2 separate regions of the Mus musculus genome follow, and region 2 is linked to region 1. The links are chromatin contacts, called in public HiChIP or PLAC-seq maps. All regions are on one chromosome and are shown on one strand. The core of a region is the stretch at or near the end of the contact, and the rest is flanking DNA. Distances in the headings are between cores, read along the strand shown.

Evidence for each region. HiChIP or PLAC-seq counts read pairs in DNA pulled down with a chosen protein or histone mark.
Region 2: a contact with region 1 is called in a CTCF HiChIP or PLAC-seq map of the NIH/3T3 cell line, with 10 read pairs. The contact joins the promoter of Kifap3 here to the enhancer-like site in region 1. A contact is called at or near these places in 4 of 39 promoter capture datasets (cranial neural crest, frontonasal cranial neural crest, hippocampal neurons and 1 more), 1 of 15 datasets of contacts at CTCF or cohesin (the NIH/3T3 cell line), 1 of 484 Hi-C or Micro-C datasets (cochlea) and 1 of 115 datasets of contacts at active chromatin or transcription factors (pancreatic cancer cells).

The regions. Positions count from the first base shown.
Region 1 is chr1:163,380,192-163,385,267 of GRCm38.p6, reverse strand. Gorab (golgin, RAB6-interacting) reads left to right here. Exons shown (of 5, transcript NM_178883.6): 5 at 1-365. Among named protein-coding and RNA genes, the nearest start is that of Gm24940, 20 kb to the left of the region's middle. Within about 2 kb of position 2,082, at least 114 of the 459 cell types and tissues checked have an H3K27ac peak or open chromatin away from gene starts, as enhancers often do. A contact at or near this core is called in the NIH/3T3 cell line and pancreatic cancer cells, where this site is marked.
Region 2 is chr1:163,777,324-163,782,399 of GRCm38.p6, reverse strand. It overlaps Kifap3 (kinesin-associated protein 3), which reads right to left and starts at 2,817. Exons shown (of 20, transcript NM_001305643.1): 1 at 2,498-2,817. The coding sequence starts at 2,529. It overlaps Gm51663 (predicted gene, 51663), which reads left to right and starts at 2,860. Exons shown (of 2, transcript NR_165475.1): 1 at 2,860-3,027.

The DNA of each region.
Region 1 (5,076 bases), core at 833-3,332:
ATATTACCTTAAATTATCGATTTCTCAGAAATCACAAAAAATGAAAAATGTGTTTCATTCATAAAAAAGGAGCTGTATTTTAAAGGAGATAAAGACAGCTGTTTCCATAATACATTGTAGAAACGTTAGGGATGTCCTATTTTTAGACTATTGTCTAAGACATCTTCTGATAGTAAGGATGCTTTGTATTTTTTTCTATGATCTGAGCCACAAGTATAATTGTCCATTACTGATTTCTAAACACAAGCATTTATTTCCATAGTGTTGTTTTTATTTATGAATGAGACGCATACAAATTTAAAACTTCATTGCCCAATACAGTCTTATTTTTCTAAGGAATAAACAAGTCTGATAAGTTTACAGTATGGTCTGTCATTTAATATGGTCTTTCACACCATTTAATCTGTGTTAAATAGCATGTGTATGGAATCCCAGAATCCCAGAGAATCCCAGAAGAATTGTACTGTCTACTGCACCTAGCAGAGTTCTGTACTTCTGTTACAGTTTCTGCCTATTTCAACCCATAAAATTCACCGCATCCATCTACTAACAATTTTGTTTTCTAACTAGTCCCTCCCCTCCCCGTGTGTGTGTGTGTGTGTGTGTGTGTGTGTGTGTGTGTGTTGATGCTTTCAAATGTGTGCTATGAAAGTTCCACTGAAGCCATTATTTTGACAAAGCATTGTCTCACCAGCTTTCCTCGGGTGGTATCTAAATGCTCAGGTGATGATATAAGTGACAGAATTATATTGCAACAGTTTTATACAAAGGCAGCTGCAGCCCATGTGTGTAAGGCTCCAGAGCAAATGGGTGAGAACTGGAGGGTCCTGATGTGAGGACCATGTGCACTGACTTCCCCAGGATAGCCCTGGAACACATCCTTTAAACTGTGCCTCGTCAGCTTCGGTCGATTAAAACAAGTCCATTTTTGTGAAGGGAATTAGGCCCAAATTACTAACCATCATCCTGCTTGTCCCTGTTAGCAGGTAGTGTTTACCAGAGAGTTGTAAACTGCACTTACTGAAGAGCACAATCCTGTTTTGAATTTGAATTTAAAGAGTTCTTTTAAAACTCGATTCCCTGTAACTGTTTCTGTTTGTTTGTCTGTTTTAAACGGGCTGTTTCTATGGGCTTCAGAGAAGCAGAGTTCCTGTAAGGATGGTTCTTGTGTTGAAAATAACCTTTTTTTTTTTTTTTTTTTTTCTCAAAAATTTCACCTCTGCATAATTTTGCTGAATTACAGTGCTTACAGGTGGCAAATCTGTTCTCAGGAGAGCACAGCTGATTTGCAAGTCATGATAAAGATCTCTGATTGCGATTAAGGGAGCAGACTTCATTGCTTGATGGGCATTTGACTTACAGAGTAGAAACTCAGCTCTAAAGCCCTCTTCTTTGTTTGGAGTTAGCAATGTAGTACTCTGCAGGAGCTTATCTAACTGCTCAGCCACTTCCTCTTTCATAGTATTGGCCCAGAACTGACTCAAGTTATTCTGACCCAGCCCATTCCCAGTGACCTTTAGAAATGATGTTTGAGGTTTTGTATTTCTAAGGAGCCAAGTCAGCATTTTAAAAAGCCCTGATAGATATAACTCAGTCTGCTAGCTGCGACCCGAGGCCAAGCTGGTCCAGGGTAATTATCCCTCCTCTCAGCATAGATCTACCCCAGGCCTGACTTGTGCTGTTCTCTGGAGAGATGGGGTGGAGTGTGCGGGGGCCCCAGGCTACCTTCACCGTAATGTTAGAGTACTTTTGCAAGATCCTAATCCCAAGCAGCTGTCTCCAAAATGCAATGTCATCTCTGCAGTGGATCAAGCAGCTGCATGTAACAACTCATACAGATGTGTATGGTCTGTGCCCCTCTTCACTAAGCTTATGGTCTAATTAACAGAATATGATTAACATCTTATACTCCGATGCACAGTATCTTTAAGGAAAGCAAAGTAAGTGGCTAGAATATTAAACATGGATAATTCTACTTTTAGATATTCCATCCAGTTGTTTGGGCGTTGTGACTAAGAACTACTACATTATTTTACTTGACTTTTACCACTAAAAACAAAATATCCATGTTAAACAATGAGTCAGATTGGAAGATTTTTTTTTTCAGTCTCGTTACCAAAGTAAGAGTACAAAGAAGTGGGGGTAGGTAGGTATCATGTATTGAAAGTTAGACAATCCACTAGGGTAGCCAGTACAAATCCTCATCAACTACTGGAAGAAATAAAGACACTGTTATGATAAAATGTTGAAGGTATCTTCCTGGAAGGGAAATAATAACAGGAGTGTAGGAGCTCAGTACAGTTGTCAAACCAAGGGGCAGTAATGGCGTAAGCCAGGACAAGCTAGCAAGGGGCAGTAATGGCGTAAGCCAGGACAAGCTAGCAAGGGGCAGTAATGGCGTAAGCCAGGACAAGCTAGCAAGGGGCAGTAATGGCGTAAGCCAGGACAAGCTAGCAAGGGGCAGTAATGGCGTAAGCCAGGACAAGCTAGCAAGGGGCAGTAATGGCGTAAGCCAGGACAAGCTAGCAATGGAACCATGAGAAGTGAAGGTGAGTCAACACTAGGCCTGTTGGGAGATCACGTCAGAAAGTTCTCTCCAAGCCAAATGACTCCAGGAACCTAAAATAGACACAGAATTAAGCAATAAGATGTGACAGGGGTAACATTGCTCAGAGATTGTAGGATGCCTAAGGGGTACGTCACTAGGCCAAAGGTTCATCCTATAAGGGATGAAATGATCTTTTGAGGTCTGGTGCCATTACAAGGAGAAGAAGGAAATGAGTAACCGGAGTTAGAAAAGTCATTCTGTGAGCTTCAGAGATTGGGTAATAAGGCCATGTGTACAGTCCGTGTGGCTGTTGGTTTCATCCAGCTTTCTGAGGCTACACCAGAGGCTTCGCTTAGAAACTTATTTACTTAGCCAAGCAAAGACAAAGCAATTCAGTCGCAAACTTGAAAATCTATACAGTCTGTCAGGTTTATGATTCGTTGTTAGGGCTTGGGCTTTATTGCTGGGAGGTGCTGAGGAACACACGAGTCATTTTCCATATGTTGGCTTGCTTACTTCATGTCCCTCCAATCAGATGGGGCCTTAGTGCCACCGAGATCTGCTTTAGACTAAGACTAAGCTTTCTCTGCCCTACCTCTGTGCTACCCAGAGAAGACAGGAAGGCCCCTGGATCAAGTGGCTAACCAAACTCGCCCCCCCCCCCATGTTGGGGACAGGTCTGTCCAAGGTAAGAGGTGAGATACTCAGTAACTGTAAGGTGGAGAAAGAAAGTTCCAACTGAAGGGAGCTCTGGAATGTCTTCAGATGGAAGCTGGAAGCTGACAATTCTTCTCCCACAGTCCTGAGTCCTCCCAGTTCAGAAGATGATAAAAGTGTGGCTGAAATGAGTTTCTGTGTGCCTTAATGTCTTGAGGTCCAGGGCAAAGCCATGTCCTAAACCTGTCAGAGCAAGCAGTGGCTTTTCTGGGCTCAGAGCCTTTTCAGGTGACGGGTTTTCACTTTTAAAATCAGTTTGTAGGAAAAGAACGGAGGGCAATGTAGGGAAATCCAAATGTCCCATCTAAGGCTTCAGTGACGTGGGTTGGGAGAGTGGTGAGGGAGAGGGATGTTTGGACAGTCCCACCAGGTAGCTCTGGCTGGCCTAAAACTTGCTTCCTCTACCAGGCTAGCCATGAATTTGGTCTGCCTGCCTCAACCTTCCAATCACTGGGATTCCAAGCAAGAGCCAGCACACTGGGCCACTCTTCTGGAATTTTAATCTATGACATAAGCTAGCAGTAGACAGGTGAACAGGAAATACAAAATCTACCAACATGTAGACATACAGGAGATAGCGTGACACCCAAGAGGACAGGTAGTTGATGGTGGGGTACTTTTACAGAGAAGGGAGAGTGGAGTGTAGGTAATTTCAGAAGGCAAGCAAATCATTTTGTAAAACTAATAGAAGAGCCAACAATGGCTTGGAAAGAGGCTCCTCTGTATTCTACATGATGTTAGACTTTCATTCTTCCTGTAATATGAAGTTGGCAATGAAATTCTAGAAAGGACATTACAGCCATTTGTGTTCCTCTTTGGATGGAATTTGATCGGGTAGATAAGAAGGAAAAAAGCCTCTCCCAGTGCTTGATAGAGGAGGTAAATAAAGAGGCAGACTAGAAGCTTTGACTCTGAGGCAGCTTGTAGGGGTCCAGAGCTTGTCAAGACATCAAATTTCTGTGACCCTGTTCTTGAAGAAACTTTGAAATCAAGGGTCACTCCATCGTATCTGGAGAAGTATTTGGTGCAGATAGACTTGCAGGTTCAACAAGCTCAAATGACTGCTCCAAGTGAATTCAAGCTGCTTTGACAGAATTGCATTGGTTTTGAGCCAGGATCTTGCTGGGTATCCCAAGCTTTCCTAGGATTCTCCCAATTTCACCAGTTTTGAACTTAGGTTGTCCCCCAGCTCCAGCCTGATTGTTATCTGCCCAGGCTAGTATCTGAAACCACCAGTCCCTGTTACCCAATCCTTGGGAATACTGTTATCATACTTGCCATAACTGTGGCATTCCTCCAGCTCTGCTGTCTGTTAGCCACCCCTATATCCGAGGGTCATAGAGAATTTTAGGCTTAGCTCCCTCACCCCCCCCCCCCCACCCAAGGTCACCTCAGCCCTTTTAGTCTGTATATACTAGGCAGTTTCTCTGGCCATAATACCTACTACAACGATTTCTAAGACTTGCTACCTTCTGGAACCCAACTAAGAAATACACTAAGAAATAATTGACTTAATACTTTAAAACCCAATACTCCAAAGCCTAGGAAGAGGAAGGGTAAAAGAGCCCTGGAGATCCCTGGAGACCACATGGCTTCTAACCCTCTGGCTTTGCCTTAAAATTGCCTCTTGTATCCCAGCCAGGGGAATTTTTATCTTACGTGGGCAGGGGAAAAAGAAATTGGCTCAAATGGATCAAATAGTCGTCCAAATCTTTTTTGTCTGAAGCCCGAAGCTGAGCTTTTTAAACTCCAAAGCCAAGAATTTGTCTCTTTTGTTCTCTGACTCTGCTGTGACAACACTCCCTTGAGGC
Region 2 (5,076 bases), core at 1,568-4,067, 400 kb before region 1:
AATACGGTTTCAAAAGCCACAGTAAGTATTAATAAATTAGACTTCAACAAATCAAAATTGTTGACAGTACTGACATATTCAAGACAGTAAAAAGACAACCAAAGGCTGGGACAAATGTTTGTAAATTGCATATTTAATAATGCCATATATATATATATATATATATACACACACACATATATATATACATATATATATATACATATATATATGTATATATATATATATATATATATTTCAGTAACCACTTTTTCCTAAAAAAGAAAGACAAATGACCAAAGAGGATGAAAGGAGCTCAATTTACTTCGTAATTAGGAAATGCAAATCAAAACAGAATAAGACACTACTTTACAGCCCTTAGAATAGCTACAATTACAGAGCAAACACATGAAACACAAAGAGAAAATAACAGGCAAAGTGTGGGAATAACTGGAGCCCTCATACATACGGGGGAACATATAAGGTACAGAACTGAGGAAACCTCCCTGCTGGTTCTTCAATGAGTCTAACAGGGAATTTCTTCATGTTCCTGTATGCCAAGCTTATATGACTGAAGAGAGAGAAGTGTTCAACAAAACCTTGTCATGTTGATTGTCAAGTTATTCCTAACAGGCAATAGGCACAAACCCCCTGAATACCTATCAACACTCGGTCACGAACAGCTTATAATATATCCATGCAATAAATATTATTCAGTAGTTACAACAAAGGAATAAAGTGTTATAGCACACTATATATAGTATAGCACAATATAACAAAAGTGAAACATAATTATACACTGTGAAAAAAACTGAACAAAGTATCATATATATCAAATCCAGCAAGTTCATGCCTTTTCCATTATGTCTGTATGTCTCATACACACACACACACACACACACACACACATATATATATACACATGCAATATATATGTGCAATATATATCATGTATGTGTGTATGTAAATATACACATGCTAAGGCAATGCAAACTTAGACAAAATTGAACAATGTTTTTAAAATCTTTTTCCAGATTATGACTAAAACATCACAGTGAGTAAGTAGATCAGTTGTATTGATTGTTTTCTAGATGATGTGGTTTTAAGAGGGTCCACACTAGTACAATGACTCTAAATAAAACCACATCTGACACACCCATAGTATATGAAAATCAGCAAATGCTACAATGGCAGCATGTTCTTTAAAACAACCTTCGGTTTAAAGTTGAAATTAGAAAGTGTACTGTATTTGACAGATAAAGAGTGTGTGTACAGGAGTATGGGAATGGGCACATGTGTATATGGTAACAAAATGACGTTAGAATGAGTACTCTGACCATGTATTTGTTTTTATTACATATTCCTTTTTACAAATCTCTACTGAAAGTCTTCTCATTTGCCTTTTCGTTAAAGATATAAAATGAAAAAGACAAAGCACTGTGTTCCCTTGTCTTGTACAAGCAGTATAGTTGATTTATCTTACAACTATTTGACTATGTTCAAGAATCCACTACCACTTGCAAGATTATTTCTAATTTCTTGCAAGATATGGCTAGAACCCTATCAAGTAAGGGAAAATACACTTAACAAATTTTATTAGGACTTAATGTCACCACCTAACATGCATGGTTTTTCTCTCAAAAGTATTTTCATACTTTGTCCTTATGTCCTTCAGAAAGTATTATCTCTCATTTTCAAATGAAGTAATTATGTCCAAAAAACCAAATCTATGTGCTCTTTGCAGTGGATTAGCAACAGAGCTTTAACGAAAAATAGAGACTCTACATTAGCATTTTAAAAGATTTATTCACTGCTCCCTCACAGTTGGTTCAGTGAGAGGTATATTTTTCTAACCATGGGTGGTCTTATTTTTCTACAGACATTAAGGAATCTCACAAAATTTCCTTTTTCTTGGTGTAGCTGATATCATACATATGTAAAAAAAAAAAATAGTAGGCTTTCGCATGCCAAGGTCTTAATAATAATGAACTTCCTACAGAAATTATACAGTGTATGTGACCGTCAAGTGAGTAAAGTGGACCAAGACCAGCTGACTGAACATCTCAATCCAGTCTTGCATAAAGCAAAAACCACCACGTCCGTCTTTATTCCACACACCCCACCATGATTTATGAATCTCAAACTGAACACAAATTGGTGATGTGACAGAATTCATTTCCAAGCTTCCATGGGATTTATCTATTGAGGAATCCAGGAGAGTGGGGCAGAACAAAAAACAAAACCTAGGAAATATGGGATTTATCTCGCCTAACCTGCCTCTTAATGAGGTTATAGATTAATGTAGCAAGGACATCATCAGATGCTGTCAGGACACCTCCAAGCCAAAGAGGACCTCGCGCCCCCGCAGGGCCCATCCTTTATTCCACCCCATCATTTTCTCCTCTTTCTTTCCTTCCCTGCGTCCCACCCCTTCTCGTGTCTAGCTCTGCCCCTGGACATCCCATGGTCAGCCGGGAAACACCTAAGGACCTGCTCAGGGCGGAGCCCGGGTCATCACCTTTTGAGGTATCTGGCGTCCTCGCCTTGCATGGCGGCGGCGGCGGCGGCAGCGGCGTGGGGAGAATGGGAGTGTCTGAGAATCTGGGAGGGCTACTTCCGGAGACCCGGCCAAAGTACCCTCAAAGCAGAGCGGTGACAGTCCCAAGGCCTGCAAGGCGGGGCGGCGGTGGCGGTGGCGGTGGCGGCGGCGGCGGCGCAGCGGTTACCACGGTGAACCCGCCGGCTCCTCCCACTGCTCCTGGGCCCCAAAACACTGGAGCAGCCCAGACCCGCCCAGAGCCGTCAGGGCCGAACTCTCCGCAAGGCGCATGCGCTCACGCGACAGCTACAGTCTGCGCAGGCTCAGGGTGAGGCTCCTGCGACAAATCTGACGCTCCCAGGAACAGCGCAGGAAGGGTTTGGTACTGATCTGGGAGCCTGTGATTTAGAGGCATATTCCTGGTCACTGCCCCCTGGAGGATGGGAAAGGAAGAAGCATTGCAAGCTGCAAAATTGGAACGTAAAGTCCTTAGCGTGAAAGGAGACAAGGTAACCAGTGAACCTTCTAGCTAACTAATGATGGTGATCAGACTAGCCTTTGACAACAACTTCTTTGGTGGAGCTTCTATTTTGGAACATGTAAAAGGTTCTGCATTGATTGCACTGAATTCTAGCTGGTGGAAATAGTCTGTGATGTGGATTGGATCAACTTTGAAAGTGGCATTTAAAATCCCAAAGTAGAAAACACTCCCTTCCATTATAACAAGCCAACTTCTGAACTTCCAAATCGTCCACTGATTAACTTTAACTCAAGATTCTTGAGAAATTGTTTCTTCTAAGGCAAATAATTGCTGACAATTTGGAGAGAGAAAAGAGCCGCTTTTTAGCCAAAGCAAGCTGTCTGCTCTGCTTTGAGATCCTTTAACCTGTCCATCACCGTCTTCTGGTATCACATTGTTAGCCATTCCTTCAAAAGAGTTAATAGTGATAGATTTTTATGCATAAAATGTCATGCAGAGAGACATTAAAGAGATGTTTTATGCCCCTACCAACTCACACCAATTAAATTTATTTCTGATAAAGTTGTAACTATTCTTTCAATTTATCAATAAGGAATTCCAGGCAAACTACATTCTCCATATTTATCAAAGTCTTCTTAACAAACTGTCACAAAGTTCTGTCTTATCGTTAAGGTAGTCATTATCTGCAGCTTTTTCTCTCCATCCACACTCTGATGATTAGTCTAATCGGTTCACACATGGGATTCTTCCTAACTGGACTTTCTATTTCAAATATTGATTATTCAAACCAAGGCAAAAAATGCACAAATTATCGTTCACAACATCTTTAACAATAAAAGCAAGGCACACTACTTTAAAGCAGTGGTTCTCAACTTGTGAGTCATGACCTCTCTGTGGGTGGAAGGACCCTTTCACGAAGGTCTCTAAAGTCATTGGAAAACACGAATATTTACATCAAGAGTCATAACAGTAACAAAAGTACAGTAGTTACGAAGTGGCAACCAAAATCATTTTATGGTTGGGGGTCACCACAACGTGAGAAACTTATTAAAGGGTCATAGTGTTAGGAAGGTTGAGAACCACTGCTTTAAAACTTCTGTAAAGGCTGGCAACGAAGCCTGCCTCCACCTCTGAGAATGTGAGTTCTATCTCTGGGACCCACACCATGGGAGGAGAGGAAGCTACATCTGCAAGTTGTCCTCTGACTTACACATGTGTCTGGTGACACACCACACACACGCACACACACACACACACACACACACACACACACACACACACACACACACGCACAGCAAAATAACTAAAAATATCTTTTTAATATAAAGCCTTCATATACCTAAACTTAAAAGATCAAAATATAGTTTACATTCAAATGAACATATTAAAGATTCTTGCAGAGGCTGAGTATGACTTGGAGGCCAACCTAGTCTATGTAGCCAGTTCCAGGTCAGTCAAGGATAAAAAGCAGAACCTGTTTTTTTTTTTTCCATTTTCATTAGGTATTTAGCTCATTTACATTTCCAAAGCTATACCAAAAGTCCCCCATACCCACCCACCCCCACTCCCGTACCCACCCACTACCCCTAGTTGGCCCTGGCGTTCCCCTGTACTGGGGCATATAAAGTTTGCGTGTCCAATGGGCCTCTCTTTCCAGTGATGGCCGACTAGGCCATCTTTTGATACATATGCAACTAGAGTCAAGAGCTCCGGGTTACTGGTTAGTTCATAATGTTGTTCCACCTATCGGGTTGCAGATCCCTTTAGCTCCTTGGGTACTTTCTCTAGCTCCTCCATTGGGAGCCCTGTGATCCATCCATTAGCTGACTGTGAGAATCCACTTCTGTGTTTGCTAGGCCCCGGCATAGTCTCACAAGAGACAGCTACATCTGGGTCCTTTCGATAAAATCTTGCTAGTATATGCAATGGTGTCAGCGTTTGGATGCTGATTATGGGGTGGATCCCTGGATATGGCAGTCTCTACGTGGTCCATCCTTTCATCTCAGCTCCAAACTTTGTCTTTGTAACTCCTTCCATGGGTGTTTTCTTCCCAATTCTAAGGAGGGGCATAATGTCC